2 separate regions of the Mus musculus genome follow, and region 2 is linked to region 1. A link is a contact called in public HiChIP or PLAC-seq data. All regions are on one chromosome and are shown on one strand. Each heading gives the region's core, a stretch centred on a gene start, on an enhancer-like site or on the middle of the called end of the contact. The rest is flanking DNA. Distances are from core to core; before and after follow the strand shown. Region 1 holds the start of Tlx3 (T cell leukemia, homeobox 3). Region 2 has its middle 7.6 kb from the start of Gm36005.

Region 1 (5,663 bases), core at 2,900-5,399:
TTTAAATAAAATGGAGTAGGTGTAATTTCCCATCCTGAAAGGCAGAAGGACCCTAGGTCTCCTACATTCTCTGTAGGATGGATAGTAGGCAGGTCAGCAGCCTGGCACATGGGATGTGTGCCAAAGCATGTGCTGATGGCTTTTGTGGAAGTAGACCAGGGTATTTCCCTTAATCTTCCAAATTGGATAACTGACCCAAATACATTTAGGAGCCTGATTCAATCCCTACACCATTTTAAAAATAGGAATATTGAATCCCAAATCACACAGGAAGTCGATGGCTGACAGTCTAACCTGCCTGCCATCCAGACTCATGGACCACTTGGAGAATCCAGCAACCTGCCACTCATCCCAGAAGCCCCACCTCTCCTATTGGACTCCCAGCAAGACCACCCTTTCTCCCAACTTCACTTCCGGGGGACCAGGAAAAGATTCCTGCAGACTGGAAGTCTCTAGGTCCCCAAGAGTCCTGACCCCAGTTCCCTAGGTCTTATAATCTGCGTTTTTTTTTTTTTTCTGACAGTTCTCTTCCGTGCCTGTGGCCCCTCTCTCACCTTGATGTTGAATCAATAGCAGATACAGAAGAAGAGCAGCTTTACAGTTTGAGGAACACCAGATACATATCACAATGTACTCAGCCAAACCAGGCTTGAAGGAGATATTATTGCCTTGAGTACAATTATTTAAAGAAGGGGGAAAAAGGAATTTTGAGGGGAAAAAAAACTTTCAACATAAAAAAGAAACGAATGTAGCAAAACAAAATATTTGTGGAAAAGATGACTGAAAAAAACCAAAGCAACAACAAAACTGACACGGGGCAGGCATGTAGCTCACTCAGTTGATTGAGGGCTTCCCTAGCACTCAAATGCAATAACCAGCCCCACATAAGCTGGGCATCGCGGTGATGCCTGTAACCTCAGTGTTCAAGAGGCAGAGACGGGAGATAGGAAGTTCAAGGTCTTTCTCAGCCACTTTGCCAGTTTGTGGCCAGCATGGACTATATGAGACCCTGTCTCAAAAATAAAAACAAAACCAAAAATAGGATAGCGAGCCTGACATGGTGGCTGGCACATTCCTGTAATCCTAACCCTTGGGGAACTAGGGATCCATGAGCATGGGAGCTCCAGCCTGGGCTCACAATAAAAGAGGATAATAAAATGAAGCCTCCTTTCTCCCCCACCCCCAGTTCTAGAGATGAGCCCAGGGCCTCCCCCATGTTAGGCAAGGGCTGTAAAACTGAGCTAGATCCCATCAAGGGCATTTTTCAAAACCAATAAAAGACTTTGGCAAGCATTATCTACAACAAGCACAAATATGTAAGAGAGGGTGAGAAGCAATGTCAGCGCCAACAACCAATCCACATGTGTTTATTTCCTAGTACATCTGAAAGCTAAGACATAGACAGGAGTCTGCCCACTGGTTTCTAAACTTGAAAGGCACCAGACTCACTAGGTGGCTTGTTAGCCGGCTGCTCAACCCCACCCAGAGTTCCCGACCCCAGGATCGAGAATGCCAAGAAATGGCCTTAGAAAAACAACAAGTGCCAAGTGCTGCTGACTTTGCTGATCCAAAGACACCCTCCGCTCCACTGACCTAGACAATGACCTCTCCCCACACCCCCATCTACCAATTTGCTTCCCTTCCTCCTTTCCCGGGGGCTGCCTAAATACCCTCCTTTGTCCAAGAAAGAATGGACCTGGAGCTTCTGAGTGGTGAGGCAGAGAAAGTCCTCACTGTGCTGGGCCCCAGACCAGTGCTTCCCACTGGACCTGCTCCAGACAGTGAGCTTGGTACTGTTTCTCTGGTACACACAAACTGAGGCACAAGGATGCTCAACACAGTAAAATGAGATGTTTCTACACATACCCCAGAGGCACTACTGGCCATGCCCCCCATGTCCTGGTCATCTCATACCATTGGACCCTTGTGCTACAGTCTGTTCGGCGGTTTTCCAGCTCCTGGAAGTGTCCAGGCCTGGAACCCAAGGCTCTGGGCAGGCAGGAAAGTAGATGTGAAGCACCCTCCAGTCTGACCATCAATTCCTCAGTGAAAGCCCTGTCCTCACTGGGTGAGTGGGTATTTAGTGCCCACCCCGCCACACAGAGTTCTCAAGGACAAGAGAGTCACCTCTGTCCTTAAAGGTGCTATTATATAATCCAGAGTGTGGAGCCGTGCAAAATTTCTTATGGGCGCTTCCAGGGATCCTGTCTCCCTGGAAGCGCTATTGCTCCCATGGCCGCCCAGTGGGTGGCTAGAACCCTCTCTGTTTTACAAATAAAGCAAAGGAGACTGGATGGGGGGCAGTGGGAGCCAAAAGCGGGAGCTCCAGCAGCAGCCTGCTTTAGAAGAGAGAGCCTCCCCGACCCTCGACCCTCACGCCCAGAGCCAGCACAATGGTATCTCTCCTATCTAAGGGTCCTTGGCCAGGGCCAGGGCATCCTGCACTTGTCAACCTCAACATTTCCAGGCCTCCCTGTCCCAACCCAGCACAGTGGTTCTGCCAGAGCCAGCAAGCTGCCCAATGTCACACAACTGGCAGGTGACCTAACTGCCCACTAGAGCCTGAGTCATCCTGATTGTTGAGAGCAAGGAGACTGACTAGGGAATCAAGCCCCTGCTGCCTCCTGCCTGTGCTCTGACCCCACTGGGGAAGAAATCCACCTGTCCAAGATACCTCTGCAAATAAAAAACTACCAACAAAATGAACACTTACCACCTACCATAAACATATGCTGGGTGTGGGGGTGGGAAGGGAGCCGAGCGATGTGCTGTACCTACTAAGTGTAGGGCTCTATGCTCTTAGCACTCTCAATATCTCTCTCACAGTGCTCGAATACACAGTGCACGCTTTGCCCCATTTTACAAATAAAAACCTAAAGTCTCAAATGAATTTCAAACTTACTGAGCTATAAAGTGGCCCGCCCAAACCTACACACAACTTCTGACCAACATCACAGACATGGCTTGGGGCTTTCATAGTCAGGAAACCAGAGGAAGAGGCCTTGCCGCGAGTGTAGCGCTCAGAGTTTACAGCCAACGACTTTACAATCGGCCGCTAAGAAATGACTCTGGGTCTCACCCAGACCGAGAGAAAGGTGACCACTCCCCATGTGGTGCTGGCCACGGTGTTACCGGGCTAGTGTGGACAGTCCCGAAGGCGACAGCAGATCCTAGGGTGGTCAGCGTCTGGACTGAACTGCAGCCGGTAGGAGCTCGCTGCTCAAATTTCCAAAGGAAATTTCTCCATCTGCTCTAGATGGGAACCGCCCCCTTATGTGCCACTAACGACTGAGGTCCCCAAACCTGCTGCACCTCGGAGGGGTCCCAAACCAGCGACCATGGCCCTAACTATCCCGCAACGAATTTCAAGGGGCTGAATCCCAGTTCCCCACCAGTTGACCTCGGGTCCCTAGTCCAACCGGGCCCGTACGCGTGGGCACCTGCTAGTCACCGCTCAGTCCTCCTGGCTGGGACCAGGAAGCATCTCCAAAGTGCCCGCGACGCCTCGTTGGAAGCCCGGGCGAGGACAAATTCTCCCCACGCGGGTCGGTGTCCTAGGTGGCGTGGAGAACGCTCCGGTGCTCCCCTTGTTCCACGGGTGGACAGCGCCGAGCTTGCACCCCACAATGCTACGCTTTCGTTGCTCCGAAGGAGGGCGAACGGCCCGATAGGCTTCCGCAGATTTCGTAGGACCGTTCTTGGGTTGCATCTCTGCTGTGGCTGAAGATTCATTTTGTTTGGGGTTTACGCAGATGAAAATATTTAGAAGACAACGAAAACCCCCGCGGCAAAAGGCCATTTCCCCAGCAGCGCCTACGGGCGGGTGCGGCGGCGGGAAACGGCCGAGCCCGGAGCGGGGAGCGTCTGCTAATTGCAGCTTCGTTAGATTTCGGGTTTGAGAAGCTGCGGTTCGGGCGCTAATATCCGCCGCCCATTATCCCGGCTAATAAATTTGACCTATTGTTCGTTTGTTAAAATGATGTCACCTTGGAACAGTCCCTAAGCTCCTATTTCCATGAATTAGGCCTTTATTGAAAGCCGGGAGCCAATGAGAGAAGAGAGGCTTGTTGATCGCAGCCAATGGCTGCGGCGGGAGAGGAATTAGCAGCGGAAACTCCAGGTTCGGTTCAAGAAAGATGACACAGAGCCTGTCGGGCCCGCGCACTCTTGGCAAAGTTTCAGTGCGACTGGAGGCGCCGGGCGCTCCATGGCCGCGCCGTAACGGGGACCCAGCAGCCTCCCCGCCCAGCCCAGCCCAGCCCTTCCGCCCGCCCAGGATGGAGGCGCCCGCCAGCGCGCAGACCCCACACCCGCACGAGCCCATCAGCTTCGGCATCGACCAAATCCTCAACAGCCCGGACCAGGACAGCGCGCCCGCCCCGCGGGGCCCCGACGGCGCCAGCTACCTGGGAGGGCCCCCCGGGGGCCGTCCGGGCGCCGCGTACCCGTCTCTGCCCGCCTCCTTTGCGGGCCTCGGCGCGCCCTTCGAGGACGCGGGATCTTACAGTGTCAACCTAAGCTTGGCCCCCGCCGGCGTGATCCGGGTGCCAGCGCACAGGCCGCTCCCTGGGGCCGTGCCGCCGCCTCTGCCTAGCGCGCTGCCCGCTATGCCCTCGGTGCCCACGGTCTCCAGCCTAGGCGGCCTCAATTTCCCCTGGATGGAGAGCAGTCGCCGCTTTGTAAAGGACCGCTTCACAGGTGAGCAGAGCGAACCACCAGGAGCCAGGCCTCGGCTCTCCCGGGGCCAGGGGCGCCGCGCCCTGTGCACCCCACTCCCAGGATCGATTCCAGAGGCCCAGGCGTGGCGGAGGCCTCGGCACCCAGAGCTCGGGGCGGCTATGGGTGGGGGGAGGTTGAAGGTAAATCGGAGAGTTATGGGTCGGGGGAGGGGGGAAAGAAACCAACGTCCCAGGGAAAGGGGGGGGGGCGTCCCTGCCTGGCTTGAAGCTGCGGAGGGGACTCGCGGGACGAGCGAAATAGCGGAGCACTGTGTCCCACGGGGCTCCACGTGTGGCCCGAACGGTGGTAGGGCTGGGCTTCAAGGGGCCTCATGTGTCTCTGCAGCGGCGGCCGCGCTCACGCCCTTCACCGTGACCCGGCGCATTGGCCACCCCTACCAGAACCGGACGCCACCCAAGCGTAAGAAGCCGCGCACGTCCTTTTCCCGGGTGCAGATCTGTGAGCTGGAAAAGCGCTTCCATCGCCAAAAGTACCTGGCCTCGGCCGAGAGGGCGGCGCTCGCAAAGTCCCTCAAAATGACGGACGCGCAGGTCAAGACCTGGTTCCAAAATCGGAGGACCAAGTGGCGGTGAGAGAGGCCCGGCCCGGCCCACCACGCACCTGCCCTGCACCTGCCCCGCCCTGCGCGGCAGTCCAGCATCACGCCCTCTCCTGTGCTAGCTCCTACCCGCGCCCCCTGGACCATGCATCGCCCTTCTTTTACAGATTTGTTGTCCTTTCTTCCCACCGACCTGTATCCCTCTCGCCATCTCTCCCACGCCTCGGCGTCTCCATTTTCAGGCCCATCTCGCCAGTGTTTTGTTTCGCCTCCTTTGCTCGTTTGGGTTCCTCCCACCTGCCCCCCACCACACACACCCCGGGCCTCCCACACTCTCCTCCCTCTCTCATTCTAGCCCACCCACTCGGATTTCGGATTGATGGCC
Region 2 (5,785 bases), core at 788-3,287, 330 kb before region 1:
TTTGGCCTTACTCTTATTAAAACTTGCTCTCAAGTGAGCAGAGTTTACAATATGAAAGTTGTTTAAGAAAGGTTTTGCTGGGGGTGGGTGGGTATGGGGGACTTTTGGCATAGCATTGGAAATGTAAATGAGCTAAATACCTAATAAAAAATGGGAAAAAAAAGAAAGGTTTTGCTAAATATTGCCCACAAGGCTGGATCCCTAGAGACTTATTTTCCACTTAATTATCATTTCCCAGGAAGGGTTTTTATCTTTTCTGTGCAGTTCAAATCTTTTGTTTCATAGACTACAGTGGGGCAGGTATATGAGAAAATTCTGTTAGAACCACATTGATACTTGAAACATGTATGGGAAATAGGAAGACATAGTCTTTGCTAAAAATATATTTGGAACCAGATTTTTTTAATATTTTGATATTAAAGGAATCGTGACAAGTAACTCTTTCTTAAAACTTATTAAGACAAAAGACAGATGAAAGCCAGAAGTCTGAGTTTATATCTTTGAAACCTAACCTTTCAACTCGCGTGAGGTATTAGACTTTGGGAGCTATGCAGGGGAACCCTGATTCAGCCTGTAGAAGAATGCAAGCACAAAGCATGACAGGGCTCAACATTTAGTACTTCATGCTTTGAAAAGTGTTCCCATGGCATGCATGTTCAGCATGTAACATATGATGTTCAGCATGTAAGAACATATATTGCTCTTCCAGAGGACCTAAGTTCAGTTCCCAGGGCATACATTGGGCTGCTCATAAACCATCTATAACTCCAGAATGTGGTTTATAGCACTCTAACAATTCCAAGGAGGTCTAACACTTCTGACCTGCATAGACACCTGCACTTGAATGCATGTAATGCCTCCCAACACACACATATACATAATTTAAAGATAAATCTTCCTTTAAGTGGCACCACCTGTATTTGGTGATTTGCATGGTTGTAAATTAATTTTTTTCTCTTCCCTTTCTTCCTCCAAACAACTCAAGAGTTTGCTGGCACCACCATAATAAATTCCATAGGTTGGGTAGCTCAACAGAAATTTATTGTCCAACAATTCAGTTCATTAGCTGTGATGGTTAATATTAGTTGTCAGCTTAATGGGATCTAGAGGACAAGCCTCTGGGTATGCCCTTAGATCAGGCTAGCCTCTGGGTTATGTGTGTGAGGGATCATCTAGATCATCTAGCTTAATGGGATCTAGAGGACAAGCCTCTGGGTATGCCCTTAGATCAGGCTAGCCTCTAGGTTGTGTGTGAGGGATCATCTAGATGGGGTTGAGGTGGGATGATCCATACTGAGTGTGGACATAGCACCATCTTGTAGTCTAGGGTCCCAGACTAAATAAGAAGGAGAAAGTCTCCGCTGCTTCCTCCTACAGATACAATGTGACCAGCTACCTCAAACCCCTGTCACCAGGATAACCTTAGACCATGAGCCAAAAATAAACCCTTCTCCCTTAAGCTGATTTTTTTCCCCCAGGCATTTTGGTCTATCAACAAAGCAAGTGTGTGTCACAGTAAGGTTGAAGTCCTTGAGCCACGGTTTCTTCTAAAACTTCTATCCTTAGCTCATAGGTGACTATCTTTTTCCTGTCTCTACACAAGCTTCTCATTATATTTGTTCTATGTCTAACTTTCTTTTTCTTACAGAGATACTGTGGATTTGAACCCACTCTAATGCTCTTATTTCCACATAATCATCCCTCTACAGGCCTTATCCCCGAATACAGTCCGAGTCTGGAGTAATGGTGGTTGGGACTTCAGCGCCAGTTCCAAGTATAGCTTCTCTCACTGATCTCTCCAAAGAGCGAGCAGTTGCTCTGGGCCCTGTTTAATTTTCTACATTATTAAAACATGAATGAGAAAGATTAAGGCCTCTACTAAGCTGTCTGCTGCCCTTGCTTCATGCCCAGTTTGGGTTGGTTTGGTTGGGTTGGGTTTTTTGTCTGTTTTTTGTTTTGTTTTGTTGTTTGTCTAGTCATTTAGCTCTTGATGTGTTTTCCCCAACTCAGACAGCTTTTGTTTCTCAGCCTTTCGCTCCACCCCTTTCCTTTCCAGAGAGCTGCAGAGAGCAACCTGGCACTTCTCTACAGACTCCTAGGGTCCATCTGTGAAGAGAATTGTTATATAGGATAAGCTCTCAGAGCTGAAGCAAAGAAAGTCGCCCCAAGTGCCACGGTTGTCTTCAAGGATGGGGCAGCATTAGCCTCTGACCTGACACAGCTAGGGCTATTGCCCACTGAGAAATCTGCCTGACTCCATTTTGAAGGCAGGAGCCATTATGTTGTATTGTTAAAAGTAAGCTTCTGTCTGTTTCCTGGAACCTGACTGGCCCCAACCTATGACCTTGATTTGGGGGAACGCCTAACCCTTCCCTAATCCCTCCCTAATCACAAGTTGACTACTTGATGAAGGCTGGCTTTTGTGTTTTGTTTGTGTTTTTCTGTTTCCTTAAAGCTCTATTGTCTTCTGTAAATCTGCTTTGAATGGCTAGTGATTTTACTCCTTAAAAGAGTCCTAAGGGCTGCTCTCTTTAACCCTTCTTAAGAGGCAGTCACTGGTCTCATCTCTGGCGTTGCACTCCAATAAAAATCAAGTTTGCTTCAAATTTGGCTCAAAATCGTGGTAGTCATCTGTGGTGGTTTGACTATGGTTGGCCCAAGGAGTGGCACTATTAGGAGGTGTGGCCTTGTTGGAAGAAGTGTATCCACTTTAGGGGTGGGTTTTGAGATCCTTCTCCTAGCAGCCTTCAGATCAAAATGTAGAACTCTCAGCAACTCCTGAGCCATGGACACAGCTATGCTCCCACCTTGATGATAATGGACTGAACCTCGGAACCTGTAAGCCAGCCCCAATTAAATGTTGTCCTTTATAAGACTTGCCTTGGTCATCGTGTCTCTTCACAGCAATGGAAACCCTAAGGCATGATCTTATTTTCCGGCAGAGGGATTAACACCATCTAATCTTAACCAGTAATTTCCTTACTACCGAGACTCTCCCATCATATTTCCAAGATTTAAAACCCACAGAATCCCAAGGATCTCAATGCTGTTGAATAGGATGTGCTCTCAGAGCTGGAGCGAAGAAGGCCACCCCAAGTACAGTCGTTGTTTTCAGGGATGGGACAGCATTTGTCAGCAGAAGCCTCATACCTGACACAGATGGGGCTATTGTCCTTGAACTATGAACAATGGACTTTGGCAGCAGCTTTCCTCAGAACTGGGACCTAGCTGGAGGACAAGGTACTAGGTTTCTCTAAAGGAAAGCTAGAGACTCCCACCTCCCTCCCTGCTGCTCCTTTTAAATTACCTTGTTATGGGATAGGAATCATAAGGGGAAAAAGACGATGAAAAGTTGCTCTTTTATCCATCTGACCTTCTGGGAGCCTATATGTTTTAGGGACAGATAACTTCCCAATGAGACTTTTTATAATAAAGCTTCCATTGCTTTCAAAAATATTAACTTTTGCAGTTCTTCCAGGTAGATCAAAGGGACCCTGCAGTTACAGTTACAATATCCCAAAGATTTAGCTTCTCCATAATAAGAGGTAAGAGCCTTAACATTGCCAAAGGCCAAAACTATATTATTTGAAATGAAAGCTCTCATAAATATCCAACTATGAAGTCACTATCTATCAACTACTGTTATATAAACAGGACAGAGCTAAGTCCCCCATGTGTCAATAATGGAGCTGCCACAAATTGTGTCCAAAACTCAAATTAAACAAGCCCTTGCTCTGTCAGCCAATTTTCAGAAGCCAAGTTTAGTTTGGATTGTTTAGATTGTTTTAGATTGTCAGAGAGTAGGAGGATCCAAGTAAGGAGGCCTGGTGGGACCTGAATTCTTCACACATTTCCCTTTTCTAAGTGGGTTCTTCCTTGGGCTCCATTATCTTCCCCTGGGTAAAAAGCTGAATCCTTTGGAAGAGCTCTGTGGCATCCAGCAGCCCTCTGTTGTTTCTACATTCCCATGGTCTCTCCATACAGCCAGGCAGAGAAAAGCCCTAGATTTCCAGGGCCAAACACTCTTGTTTCTCCTGCACAGCTTTTTTTTTTTTGAGGAGCCCTCACAACAGTTACTTCTCAGAGCACTCACTCGGCACCTGGTTTATCAGTTATGTTCAAGGAAAACTGGAGATAGGTGGAAACGCTCCAAGGATTGCTGCTCCAAGCAGTGTGAATCCATCAACAGATGCATTCTAGGAACAGTGGTTAAATACTACAACGACCAATTCTCTCTCTCTCTCTCTCTCTCTCTCTCTCTCACACACACACACACACACACACACACCATATGTCTAAGTTGGGATTTTCATTGTTATGAAGAGACACCATCAATGACCAAGGCAACTCTTTTTCTTTAAATATATTTTTTTGAGTCTTTTAAAATTATCTTATGTATACGAGTACACTGTAGCTGACTTTAGACACACATCAGAAGAGGACCTCGGATTCCATTACAGATGGTTGTGAGCCACCTAGCAGTTGCTGGGAATTGAACTCAAGACCTCTGGAAGAGCAGTCAGTGTCATCTCTCCAGCCCAAGGCAACTTTTTTTGTTGTTGTTGTTTTTCAAGATAGGGTTTCTCTGTGTAGCCCTGGCTATCCTGGAACTCACTCTGTAGACCAGGCTGGCCCCGAACTCAGAAATTCGCCTGCCTGCCTCTGCCTCCCGAGTGCTAGGATTAAAGACCTGTGTTACCACACCCGGCTCTTTTTTTTTTTTTTTTTTTTTTTTTTTAATAATGGTTTTAGAGCTCTATTGTAGAAAGGCAGGGGGAAAGAGAGAAGGTATAAAGAGAGGCTGGCCATGGTCATGTAGAGAGAGGGGGGAAGGGAGAGAGAGAGGAGGGCTAGAGAGGAGAGTAAGAAAGGTGAGAGCTTAAAGAGCCAAGGCAACTCTTTTTGTTTGTTTGTTTGTTTGTTTGTTTTTTTCGAGACAGGGTTTTTCTGTATAGCCCTAGCTGTCCTGGAGCTCACTTTGTAGACCAGGTTGGCCTCGAACTCAGAAATCCGCCTGCCTCTGCCTCCCGAGTGCTGGGATTAAAGGTGTCACCACGCCCGGCTGGCAACTCTTATAAAGGCAAACATTTATTTAATTGGGGCTGGCTTACAGTTTCAGAGGTTCAGTCTGTTATCATCATGGCAGTGTGCAGACATGGGGCAGGAGGAGCCGGGAGTTCTACATCTTGATCTGAAGATAGCCAGGAGGAGTCTGGCTTCTGCAGGCAGCAGCAATCTTAACTAAGGAGGCTCTGTTTTCCACAGTGGGTGGAGCTTGAGCACTCAAAGCCCCGCCTACAATGACACACATCCTCCAACAAGGCACACCAAGCATATTCAAGCCACCACATATTATTATTATTATTATTATTATTATTATTATTATTATTCCATTACTATTATTATAAGCCACCATTGTTATGATGTGCCAGATCCTGTCACAAACTTTTTGTTAAATTGACTCATCTAATCCTTATAATAGTCTAAGAAGTAAGGACTATTTTAATCTGCATTCCAAGACAGAGAAGACAAACTGCAACCCAGTAGGCCAATTGGCTTCTAGATCTGACTTGTAACTTACTTCTATGTGCAGTACCTCAACTGATCCATATCTACACATCCCTATCAAGCTGCCATCATCATCATCATCCTCTTTTCACATTTCCCATTCCAGGTTCTGGAACATGACAGCCATATGTATGTGAAAATCTGTACTCAAATCATAATTCCTTTACTCAAGTCTGAGATTTTGAAGTAGGAAGGTACCAAGATCTTGCCTTTAGAA

Evidence for each region. HiChIP or PLAC-seq counts read pairs in DNA pulled down with a chosen protein or histone mark.
Region 2: an H3K4me3 HiChIP or PLAC-seq map of embryonic stem cells shows a contact between it and region 1, with 14 read pairs. The contact joins the enhancer-like site here to the promoter of Tlx3 in region 1. A contact is called at or near these places in 2 of 39 promoter capture datasets (cranial neural crest and hippocampal neurons), 1 of 484 Hi-C or Micro-C datasets (embryonic stem cells) and 14 of 115 datasets of contacts at active chromatin or transcription factors (bone marrow-derived macrophages, craniofacial prominence, embryonic basal ganglia and 6 more).

Annotation. Positions count from the first base shown.
Region 1 is chr11:33,202,074-33,207,736 of GRCm38.p6, reverse strand. It overlaps Tlx3 (T cell leukemia, homeobox 3), which reads left to right and starts at 4,149. Exons shown (of 3, transcript NM_019916.2): 1 at 4,149-4,698; 2 at 5,065-5,308. The coding sequence starts at 4,278.
Region 2 is chr11:33,534,188-33,539,972 of GRCm38.p6, reverse strand. No RefSeq gene overlaps it. Among named protein-coding and RNA genes, the nearest start is that of Gm36005, 7.6 kb to the left of the region's middle. RefSeq lists a cis regulatory region at 1-5,785. Within about 2 kb of position 2,037, at least 16 of the 459 cell types and tissues checked have an H3K27ac peak or open chromatin away from gene starts, as enhancers often do. A contact at or near this core is called in embryonic stem cells, where this site is marked.